Regions from separate parts of the Lactuca sativa genome. Here region 2 is linked to region 1. A link is a contact called in public Hi-C data. All regions are on one chromosome and are shown on one strand. Each heading gives the region's core, a stretch centred on a gene start, on an enhancer-like site or on the middle of the called end of the contact. The rest is flanking DNA. Distances are from core to core; before and after follow the strand shown.

Region 1 (5,773 bases), core at 1,077-3,576:
GTTCTATCGTTGATCGTGGGAAGGCGAAGGAATGACTGTACACACTTATCAACAGTATTGAGGATTTCGTGTTTCTTATATTACTCTGATTTTCGATAAATTTTGGAATAAATGTTTTTTCTTAATAATGAATTTATAAGTAGGGAGTTTTGCCTTATTTAAAAATGAAAATTTTTTGTTGTAAAAATGAGACGTTACACATAAACATCAACAGTCGCACACACTTCATCAATGATTGTCTCACGTAAGATATCGTGAGAAAAAACTAAAGAAATAATTCATAACTACTGAGTACAAAAACAAAAATGCCTTATTTTGAAAAAAAAAATATTAAGGACTAAATGTGTAAAAAAAATATTAAGGACTAAATGTGTACAAAATGAAAAATATATTACCCTATTAAGTCATTTTCCCGGCTAACCTAGAGTAACCGGTCATAAGGACTGAATGTGTACAGTTTAATAAGTTGAAGGGGTAAATATGGACGAAAAAAAGTCAGTGACTAAATGTGTACAAATCAAAAAATATATTACCCTTTTAAGTCATTATCCCGTTAATATGTGAATCATATGTGATTTACATGTGAATCACATATGATTTGCGTGTAAATCACATGTGATTTACATGTGAATGACATGTAAAATGCTACTTTTTCATTGAGGCATTTCATCGAACACTTGGTGTTCATAAAAAATCTATACAAATATCAACTTTACTAGCTATTGTGATTGTGTGTGTGTAATTATAGAGATAAGAGTAACCACCAGCAACATTGATAAACTCTACAAATATCAACTTTACTAGCCGAAGAGTTCACAAATCCATTCTGATGTATTATGTGCAGATAATATATTGAGTTATTGAAGGGTACCAAGGTCTAAAGTGGAATAAAAGGAAAAGGAGAAGACAGAGACTGCATATTCTTGTAAAATACCTAAATCGAATTGCGATTCAGATAGAATGTCTCTTATGATGTGAGATTAAGTATCAGACACTTGATTTGTCGTTCATCATAAGCTTAATTTCATGATAAAATCGAGTCTATTTAGGTTGAAAAACACAGGTGTATAGACTTGAAGGAACCCTAACCGAAAACTCCCATCGATCGTGTCTGTAGAGATCAACTCCGATGTCGATTGGGGGTTATGGAATAGATAGTTAATTATGAGCTCGACGTCGGTGGGTGAAATCGGAAATCGACTGGTTTGGCAGAGGTCCGGTGACCTCAATGGTTGTCTGGTGGCCTCAATGGTGGTCTGGTGAGAAACGATACGTCTAGATAGAATGGTGGGGTAGGGGTGGGTGAGATATGTTTTTTTTTTAATTATAAAATTGTTCTCAAATGTTTTCCATCTAAAAAATGTTCTCATTTGAACACACACACACACACACACACACACACACACACACACATATATATATATATATATATATATATATATATATATATATATATATATATATATATATATATATATATATTGGAAAAGTGAATATACATTTAAGCCCCGCCTAAGCTTAGGTACTAAATCTCATGAAACTACATTATTTTCTTAGCTAAAGATTGCGATTTGGGATCACAATTACTACTTGAGCTGTAAATTCAGAATTGATACAATAATTTTGATAACAAAGCAAAAATATTAATTATCTTTGACCTTCGTGATGATGGGAAACACCAATGTTGACTGGGGTGAAGTGATAAACGATAATGAAGGAAATAAAACATGAATTATTAAACGATAATGGAAGAAAGAAATGCTATGAGGATGGTATATTTACTAAGTGAAATCCGAACCGGTTACATTACTAAGTTAAAACGACATATTTAGAGGTTTAATAGCTAAGCTTAGGTAGGGCTGTAATGTATATATATATATATATATATATATATATATATATATATATATATATATATATATATATATATATATATATATATATATATGTGTGTGTGTGTGTGTATGCGGATGTCTTTAACATGTAGAATTTGGTTTATGGATTTTGTTTTCTAGAATACATGTCGATGAAGAAAATCTAAGAAAACATAGGAAAATAAAGTGCATGTGAGTCAAGACTTCCGGATACCAAGAAAATGGTGTCCGACATCACACACTCGAATAATTCAACAATTTATCTCTTTTTGTGTTCTTTCTCTTTTGCCCACTAACCAACTCAAAATACTTGAGCACAAAACAAGTAGCAAAATTTCATCATGTGATAAAATATAAATATAAACCTTTAATAAAAGAAATAAAATATAGCATCCAAAGTTTACTTTTGATATCATATCCGAAATTTATTTATATATAAATTCTCTGATTTATGAATTTAATTCAATCAACACTCCACCATCTTTGCCCTCTTGTATGCGTTCCCAAAAAGTGAAGAACCCTAACTAATTCTCTCTCTCCCTCACTGTCCTTCCTTTACTCTTCCCTTTAAATATATCCCCATTTGCTAAATTAGCCACTTTCTTGATCAAGCTTTACTATAATTTAAACATAGGTCTCCCTTATAGAGTAATGTAGCTCTTTCTTTCACTGTTGTTGACTTTGGGAATCAAATCTCTTTGCTATGTTGTCATCTATGGTGGATTAGTGAAGATGGTGTTTTATCTGATTTGATTCTTTTCTTGGATCAATGTGAGTAAAGTTCTTATCTTTTTCATTTGGGTTTGATTTAAATGATTTTATCTCTACTGGGTTTTATTAATTAAGTGAAAAAGTGAAGTTCACAATAATCTTTTTTTGATTCTTATCGTCGTCATCAATACGTACATATATATAGTATTTATTTATATATATAAATATACACATATATGTATCTGTGTTTGTAAATGTGTGAATATAATATGCAGGTTGATCACATGGGTTATCAGATGCAAATGAAAGAATCCGTTTCAGATTGAATCAAACTGGTAAACACTCGAAATCTCCTTCTTTCTCTTGTTCTTGATAAATTTTATTACTTTCTAATCTTTTTTTTTTTCTAATAAATGATGTATCATTGTAGGAGGTTGATGATAATTGATAACTGAAGATATGTTTACAATTATAATTTTATTTAGTCTTTTTATTATTGGGGAATCAGAGATTTATATCGTAACAATTGAAGGAGAGCCTGTTATAAGTTACACTGGTGGCGTTAGTGGTTTCGAAGCCACTGCTGTTGAAGCCGATGAGACACTTGATGTCACTAGGTTCGTGTTCTTGAAATTATTTTTCAAAATTTCCAATTCCTTCACATTAAAAAATCCCAAAACTTTATCGTATTCTAGATTTTTCACTTAAAATGTTGCAATTATGATTATTTTAACACTTGAATCTTTTTTTTTTTGTTAGTGATTTGGTTTCATCGTATTCCCTCCACCTGGAATCGAAGCATGATTCTCTTCTTGAAACTTTGTTTGATGAAGGGACTTACAAGAAACTGTATAGTTACAAGCATCTTATCAATGGGTTTGCTGTTGACTTATCTCCCGAACAGGTCAAAATCAGGACTTTTTGACTTTTAATTGTATAGTATCGTATTTTCATTTATTTATTTGTTTATTATATTTATAGCATCCAAAATTTGTCCCTTTTTGCTATTACAAGTTACAACAACATTGTAAATTACTAGAAATGAAGCTAATCAACCACATATATACATGATTACAGGAACATAGAAATAGCTGAACTAATGTTAAATTACTAAAATACCCTTTTCACATAACTAACTCTAACAAAAAAAAGTGACATGGCTAACACATCTTTCAAAATACAATGCAGAAGAAAGTGGGATGCTATAAGCCTATAACTACAAAAAAAAAAAAAAAAAAAACAAATAAATAAAAGTACATTGCTATTTCTTGCATACACCCTTGTTAAAAACCAATCTTAACATATTAGTAGGCAGAAACACTTAGGGGATCCCTTGGTGTAAAATCCGTGGATAAGGATTGGAAAGTGAAGAAACTGACGACTCACACACCGCAATTTCTCGGGCTACCCACCGGAGTTTGGCCAATGGGGGGCGGATTTGATCGAGCCGGTGAAGATATCGTGATCGGATTCATTGATTCCGGTGTTTTCCCACATCATCCAAGCTTCCGGAATCCTGATTCCGAACCATATGGTCCGATTCCGAAGTTCAGAGGGAAATGTGAAGTTGATTCCGACACAAAGAAAAGTTTTTGCAACGGAAAAATCGTTGGCGCCCAACATTTCGCAAAAGCCGCCATTGCCGCCGGTGCTTTTAATCCCGAGGTTGATTTTGCTTCGCCTTTGGATGGTGATGGACATGGAAGGTTAGTATTGTCATTTCATTACCTCAAATAATTATAGTTTCTTTTTTAATTATTGAGATAATATTTTTATCTGGATATGATTTAATCTGGTAAGCTATATATGGTTGTTTTTTATTTAAAGCAGAAAAAACGACTTAACAAAGAAAGTCTCGGAAATGATGTTTTTCCATTAGGTCTTGAGTTTTTACAAATTTGCCCTTAGGAAAATAGTGTAACTTGGAGGTCAAAACTTGTAATTTCCATTTTCTGTGGGGTCTATTCCTGTATATCATTGTCCATTGATATGAAACTCTTTGCAACTTGTGATAAAATTAAAGATACCTTATTGTGAATTTCTCAAACTTCTTTCGAATTCATGTGCTCAATTTTTTTTTCAAAAGAAGTGACGTTTGACTTTGAGGTCAAACCTAGTACTTATAAGTTATTAGATTCCTCCGAACTCCAGTTCAAACTTATGACTTATGTAATTTTTTCTTATATATATAAATAATACGGTTTATGAGCTCCGATGTGATCTATAACAATACCTTGAATCATTTTGACCTTAAAAGTCAAAATGTTCCGATAGTGACATTGTTTGACTTATAAGGTCAAACCTAGCTAAACTTCTTCACAAATTCATCGGGATCTTCATATTTATATACAAATCAGATTCATAAATATCAATTTAATTTCACAATAACCTCGAAATTCTTTTAATTTTCATCCTAATAATATCATTCACAGTCACACTGCAGCAATAGCTGCGGGAAATAACGGGATCCCAGTTCGAGTTCATGGATACGAATTTGGAAAAGCAAGTGGAATGGCTCCTCGAGCTAGGTAAATATAATAAACAAATTAAATAAATAATAAAACTTTTTTCACACATATTAATTATACTTATTTAAAAATATTAAAATACTAAAATTTTAAATGATATCTACAAACAGAATTGCTGTATACAAGGCGCTTTACAGGCTATTTGGAGGATTTGTTGCCGATGTTGTTGCAGCAATTGATCAAGCGGTTTATGATGGTGTTGACATTTTGAATCTTTCAGTGGGGCCCAATAGTCCTCCGGCCACCACCAGAACCACCTTCTTGAACCCCTTTGATGCGACGCTGCTGGCGGCTGTTAAGGCGGGAGTTTTTGTTGCTCAGGCGGCTGGAAATGGAGGTCCGTATGCAAAATCTTTGGTGTCTTATAGTCCATGGATTATGTCTGTAGCTGCTGCTGTTGATGATCGAAGATATAAAAACCATTTGACACTTGGAAATGGAAAGATTTTAGCGGGAATTGGTTTGTCACGTAAGTTTTATAATTCTTAATCATGTTTTTGAGACGGGCAAAACTATTCAGGACAGTTTGAGTTTGACTCAAACTGTCCTGACTAAGACAGAATGACAGTTTGGCTCAAACTGTCATTGGTTCTGCAAAACCGGTCCTAAAATAGAGATCACCGGTTTCAAAGCAAATAAAAAGGATCTAAAACAAAAGTT
Region 2 (5,327 bases), core at 646-3,145, 320 kb before region 1:
TGGCATTAAAAAGTAATGGTTTTAAAGGTAATTTGTGTTTGGAAAATGCCACATCAGCACTAACCGGTGGCTCTTTTGAAAAAAAAAATGAAAATGAAAAAGGCTTCCATGCAAAAAGAAAAAAGTTAATGTGGCTTTTTCAAGTAAATGGCAAAAAAGGCAATGGCTTTTTTTTTTGTTATATGCTTAAAAAAGAATACATAAACACAAAACACCAGACCTTGAAACAAGAACTTTGTGTGTTTTTGCCTTTTTGTAGCATTGTTTACAAAACAACAAAGAGACTTAAAATAGTGGAAAACTAACTTTGACATTTTTAAATTTATGTCGTTGAAGTGTAATATGAATTTAAGCATTATAAAACAGTATATTAGTATATTACCTTGTCTGTAGCCATAGTTTGGATGTCTAATACACCAAAGCAACAAAATCCTTCTCAATACACCTTGGCAACCAGGTGTCTGAAAGTAGCTACCATGTTCAGGATACAACCTTGATAAATCCTGGTCAACCATTTTCTCTAATTCAGCTTTATGAAAAAAGCGACCCCACATGCTATCTGCATTAATATCATTGAGCTATTGACATGAAACAATCAAAGATTTCATGGTATGCATTCTTTGTAAATGTAAAAATAGAATCATGTCACCTCAAAACAATATCAATGCTATGTAAAAGGTAATAAATGTACCAGGGTTTTGTGAAAGAGGATTGTCCATAACATGATCACGAAAATTGCTTTCATCTTTGGAAATATGAGGATTGATAAGAAGCCTCCTCCTTAAAGCTGCATATCTGGAAAATGGAAATACAACATTTAACTTCTTCTCAGATGCAAATATAGATCCCATGTTAGTTCTAGAAATCTTTGAAACAGAGAAAGATGTGGGAGATGTAAAAGAACTTCAAGCTTAACAATATGAAGGTAATACAAGATTGCCTTAAACCCTATCAAACAGTAAAATCCTACAAGAATAAAAAGCACGCCTTACAGAAATCATGAAATAACAGTAGAGTTTAACAAGTTAAAGCCAGATGTATGTTGGACGTGATAAAATATCAGGAATAACAGCAAAGATGCTATATTTGATCAGATGTTCATATAAACCAGAAGCCTCAGTTGGAAAAATTAACACGTGAATCATCAATTAAACATGCGATTCAACACCTTAAATGTCTATATAGAGGTATGGAGAGGACAGATACCTTCTACGGGAATTGGCGATTACACGACGAAACTCATCAACGGAAGAGGAAGAAGGAGGTAAAATCCCCAAATCTATACGCCATTGAACCCCTCTTAGGTCTCCAAAACGGCGATGATTCTCCAAACCGGTTCTCTCCGGTGATAAGTCTCCCGACGACGACGATTCCGGCAATGTCTTCTTCGTCGGCTCGATTGGAGCCGCAGGTGACATAATTTAATATGCCCCCAAAAAAATTCACAAAACCCTCGAAATCGCAATTGGATAAACTATATCACAATGTTTGACAGATTGGAACACCATATAACCGTTATATACGATCACCAAAGGAAACTTTCTAATGATGAATAAATCATGGGATATGTGAATTGAAAAAGAGATTTTTTTCGAACTCCAGAATTCAGAAAGAAAGACTTAGGTAAACGTTGTCGATTGTTAGGGTTTGTGAGGATTGCGCGATGAATAATAAAAAGATGTTGTAAATGTGAGATGAAAATTCAAGAAGACAGAGTTATACACAAAATGATGACGGATTTTCACGAAGAAAATCATAAAATTCTTAATTTTGATATTGACTGCAAGAACATCCGAGAAGATGAAAGTGGTGAGATGGAGCCTCGCGGAATGATTCGGATATTCTAATCATTTTACAACTCTTGATACGCTCCGATGCCATAATTAAAAATGTTAAGAGGATTGGAACTCGGCCTTATTAACTTTTCTTATGGATCATGACATCATGTTACCTTTTTTATTACGTTCTATTTGATTTTATTAATAGGGATATTCCTAGAGAAATATTTAGAATTGCACAAAGTAAGGGTGAGCAAAAACCGAATTGCAAACCAAAAAAACCGAACAAACCACATAAACCGAAACCGAAAAACCGAAACCGAAATGAAAACCGATGGTGCGTTTTTTAGTTTTGCAAAAACCGAAAATAGTCGGTGCGGTGCGGTTTCTAGTCTCGCAAAAACCGCAAAAAACCGAACCGCACTATATATATATATATATATATATATATATATATATATATATATATATATATATATATATATATATATATATATATATATATATATATATATATATATATATTAAGTGTTGATATTTATAATAACCAAGAACTTATGACAATTAAAATTTCTATAAATGTAAATATCTATCTTATCTATCGGAGGATAACTTTATATTTTTAAGCATACATTTAGTGGTATTTACAATAACAAATAATGTTTATGACATTTTTTTTAATATTTAAATATGAATAATACTAGTGATATAGTATATTTTTAAGAATATATTAATTGATATTATCCTATGTACTTGTAAACAAATATTATATTAAATTCGTATTATATTGAAGCATTAGAAACATGTTGAATGAGTGGTTATGTAATTTGATTTCGAACCAAGAGGTGGTGGTATCGGTTTATATCTAATAAAAAATTAGCACTTTTCATCTGAGTCAAAGTAACTCGCTGAGTTACTTGAGTTTTAGTAAAATGACAAAACGGAAAAAAAAAAAAACAAAAAAAAAACAAAAAAACAAAAAAAACAAAAAAAAACAAAAAAAAAACGCAAAAAAACCGAACCGCAAAAAACCGTAATAAAAAACCGTAAAAACCGAACCGCATAAAACCGAACGGTGCGGTTTCTAAATTTCAAAAAACCGAAGTTGCGGTTTTCGGTTCGGTTTTAACCAAAAACCGCACCGAACCGCACCATGCTCACCCCTAGCACAAAGCCACAGAGTACTGGAGCTTGTTGACGAAGACCGCCAAAAAACAAATAAATAGATCAAGCTTCTCCCTCCCAAAAAAACCGAACCGATAGTGCTTCCACCTGTTTTGGACCGGATCCGAAAGAAAAATGAGATTGAACTAATGAGATTGAATCGAAAAAGAACGGTTTAAGACTATCTGTGACTGATACGGAAAAAAAAATGACCATTCCAAGACTGCTTCCAAAAACGACTCGATCGTTCGGGCTACGAGGCAAGATCGGTCTTAAACCAGTCTCAAAAGGCCGGTAGACAAAGTTTATAAACATATATTTTTGTGTTAATTACATAATTTTTAATCACATTATCTAATTTTTTTCATTTTTTACTTTTATTAAACTTAAGTGTATCATTTTTTGTACCGTTCCAAAAATCATCAGATAAAATTTTTTGTTGTTAGATTAATAAATCGTTAATACGTATATTTCTTATAAAATCAAGGTAAACAAGTTTTAGCAAAACATCATCAAATTAGAGTAATTCACAAAATGCGGAAACATGTGGTGTGTGCTCTGCTATCATCCCGAGCCCTTCCATTTGAAAACTGAAGTACCTGAAACATAAACTGAAAACCATAAGCACAAAGCTTAGTGAGTTCCCCAAAAATATCACATAATATACAACCACGTAATAACATACAACATACATATAGTTGCCAAAGGCTTCCCCATGGTCTTTGTCTGGATTGTCATGGGCTCTCCCCATGCTCTAATATCCACAAGGGCATAGGTAAGTTGAAGGTTGGTAGGTACTAGGACCTACCTATTTTTTTTAATATTAATATTTAGTGTAATATATATATATATATATATATATATATATATATATATATATATATATATATTTTGGAGATTTACCATGGATGATATATTTACTTCAAATTTATTTAATTTTGGTTTAGTATCCTATAAGAAATTTATAAGTTTTAATAAGCATGATTCAGAGACAAGACCAGTGATTGGTTGGATTAGCGTAAAGCGCGCAGATAAGGACGTAAGTCGCGGTGCCGGACCACAATCATCGTCGGGACGATTCCCCTCTGCTCACCATTATTAAAACAAGTAAGTTTTCTTATAGAATTTTAAAACAAAATTAATTAAATATGAGTAAATTTTCAGGCATACTATCTAAAAAATATATTCCTGGTAAAAATATCAACAATGAACAAGATAATGATGATAATCAAATAAATTCTATTGAAGAAACCGTTAATAACATAGAACAAAGTTTGAATAATTGGACAATACCTAAAACTAATATTAATACAATATATAGAATAGGAACTTTTGATTATTTTCAAGGTTATTCTATTAAAATGATAGAACAAACTTTGTCTATTGGTCAAAACCAACAAAATTTACATTTGTTATCATCACGATCTATTTTAGAGCATAGAACGAAATATAAATTTTTACATGTTGGTTTGGTCCAAATTGCTATCAAGCCTCTATTTAGAATTGGAATAGATGCCCCTGTTCTCCTTATTCTAAGAGACAAGAGACATAAAGATTTTCAAAATTCTATTTTAGCTATGGCTGAAACGAATATTGCTAACGGACCTATTTATTTCAATTGTTATCCAAATTTCTCTGTAGGATTATTTGATAAAAATATTTTAGATACTTTGGTTTTAACTATAGAAACAAAAAATTTAGAATTTAAAGATGATACAAAGCCTTTAGCAATAATTTATCGTGTTTGTTACAAAACTATGACAACTACACTTGAACCAAAAACACGTTTATCAAGTCCTAGAAATGAAACAATTATTTTTGAAGCAAATACTAACCATACCAAAGTTCATACACCGAAAAGATTAAAATGGTCTGATATAACTCAATCATGTAATTGGAACTTACAAAATGTTATTGATCCAAAACCGTTAGACTCTTCAAAACAAATCTCAAATATTATTGAATATAATGATGGTTCTGTAGATATAAATTTTTCTTCCTTAAATATTTCATCATCCAAATTATCAACTTCTTTTATCGCAGAAACAGGCTCTTCAAAATCTTCATTATTAAAGTCGAGATCTTTAAAACTAAAAACTGTTGACTATACTAATTCTATTCCCAAACCATTATATCAAGATGATCAAAATAGTGAAAATAGTCTTCCTAGTCCTACTAAATCAGATTTTATTGATGAACTTCAAAATTTTAAACAACAATTATGAGTTCTAAAATACAAATTAATTGTTCACAAAATAATAAGCTTTGGGCTAATATGTTAAAAAGGCATTGGAAGATAAATTCTAATATATGCAAAACCATTCAACATTTAGAATAAACTATAACTCATGAAAATTATAATTTATACAAAATACCTCCATATAC

The links. A called contact is a pair of places that touch in the nucleus more often than the background predicts.
Region 2: a contact with region 1 is called in a Hi-C map of leaf, with 5 times the contacts expected there. The contact joins the promoter of LOC111906149 here to the promoter of LOC111906148 in region 1. A contact is called at or near these places in 2 of 4 Hi-C or Micro-C datasets (both in leaf).

Annotation. Positions count from the first base shown.
Region 1 is chr5:209,528,461-209,534,233 of Lsat_Salinas_v11, reverse strand. It overlaps LOC111906148 (subtilisin-like protease SBT2.6), which reads left to right and starts at 2,326. Exons shown (of 11, transcript XM_023901882.3): 1 at 2,326-2,645; 2 at 2,861-2,920; 3 at 3,016-3,202; 4 at 3,345-3,489; 5 at 3,897-4,291; 6 at 5,018-5,113; 7 at 5,224-5,582. The coding sequence starts at 3,045.
Region 2 is chr5:209,843,497-209,848,823 of Lsat_Salinas_v11, reverse strand. It overlaps LOC111906149, which reads right to left and starts at 1,895. Exons shown (of 5, transcript XM_052771472.1): 1 at 1,207-1,895; 2 at 692-795; 3 at 383-559. The coding sequence starts at 1,418.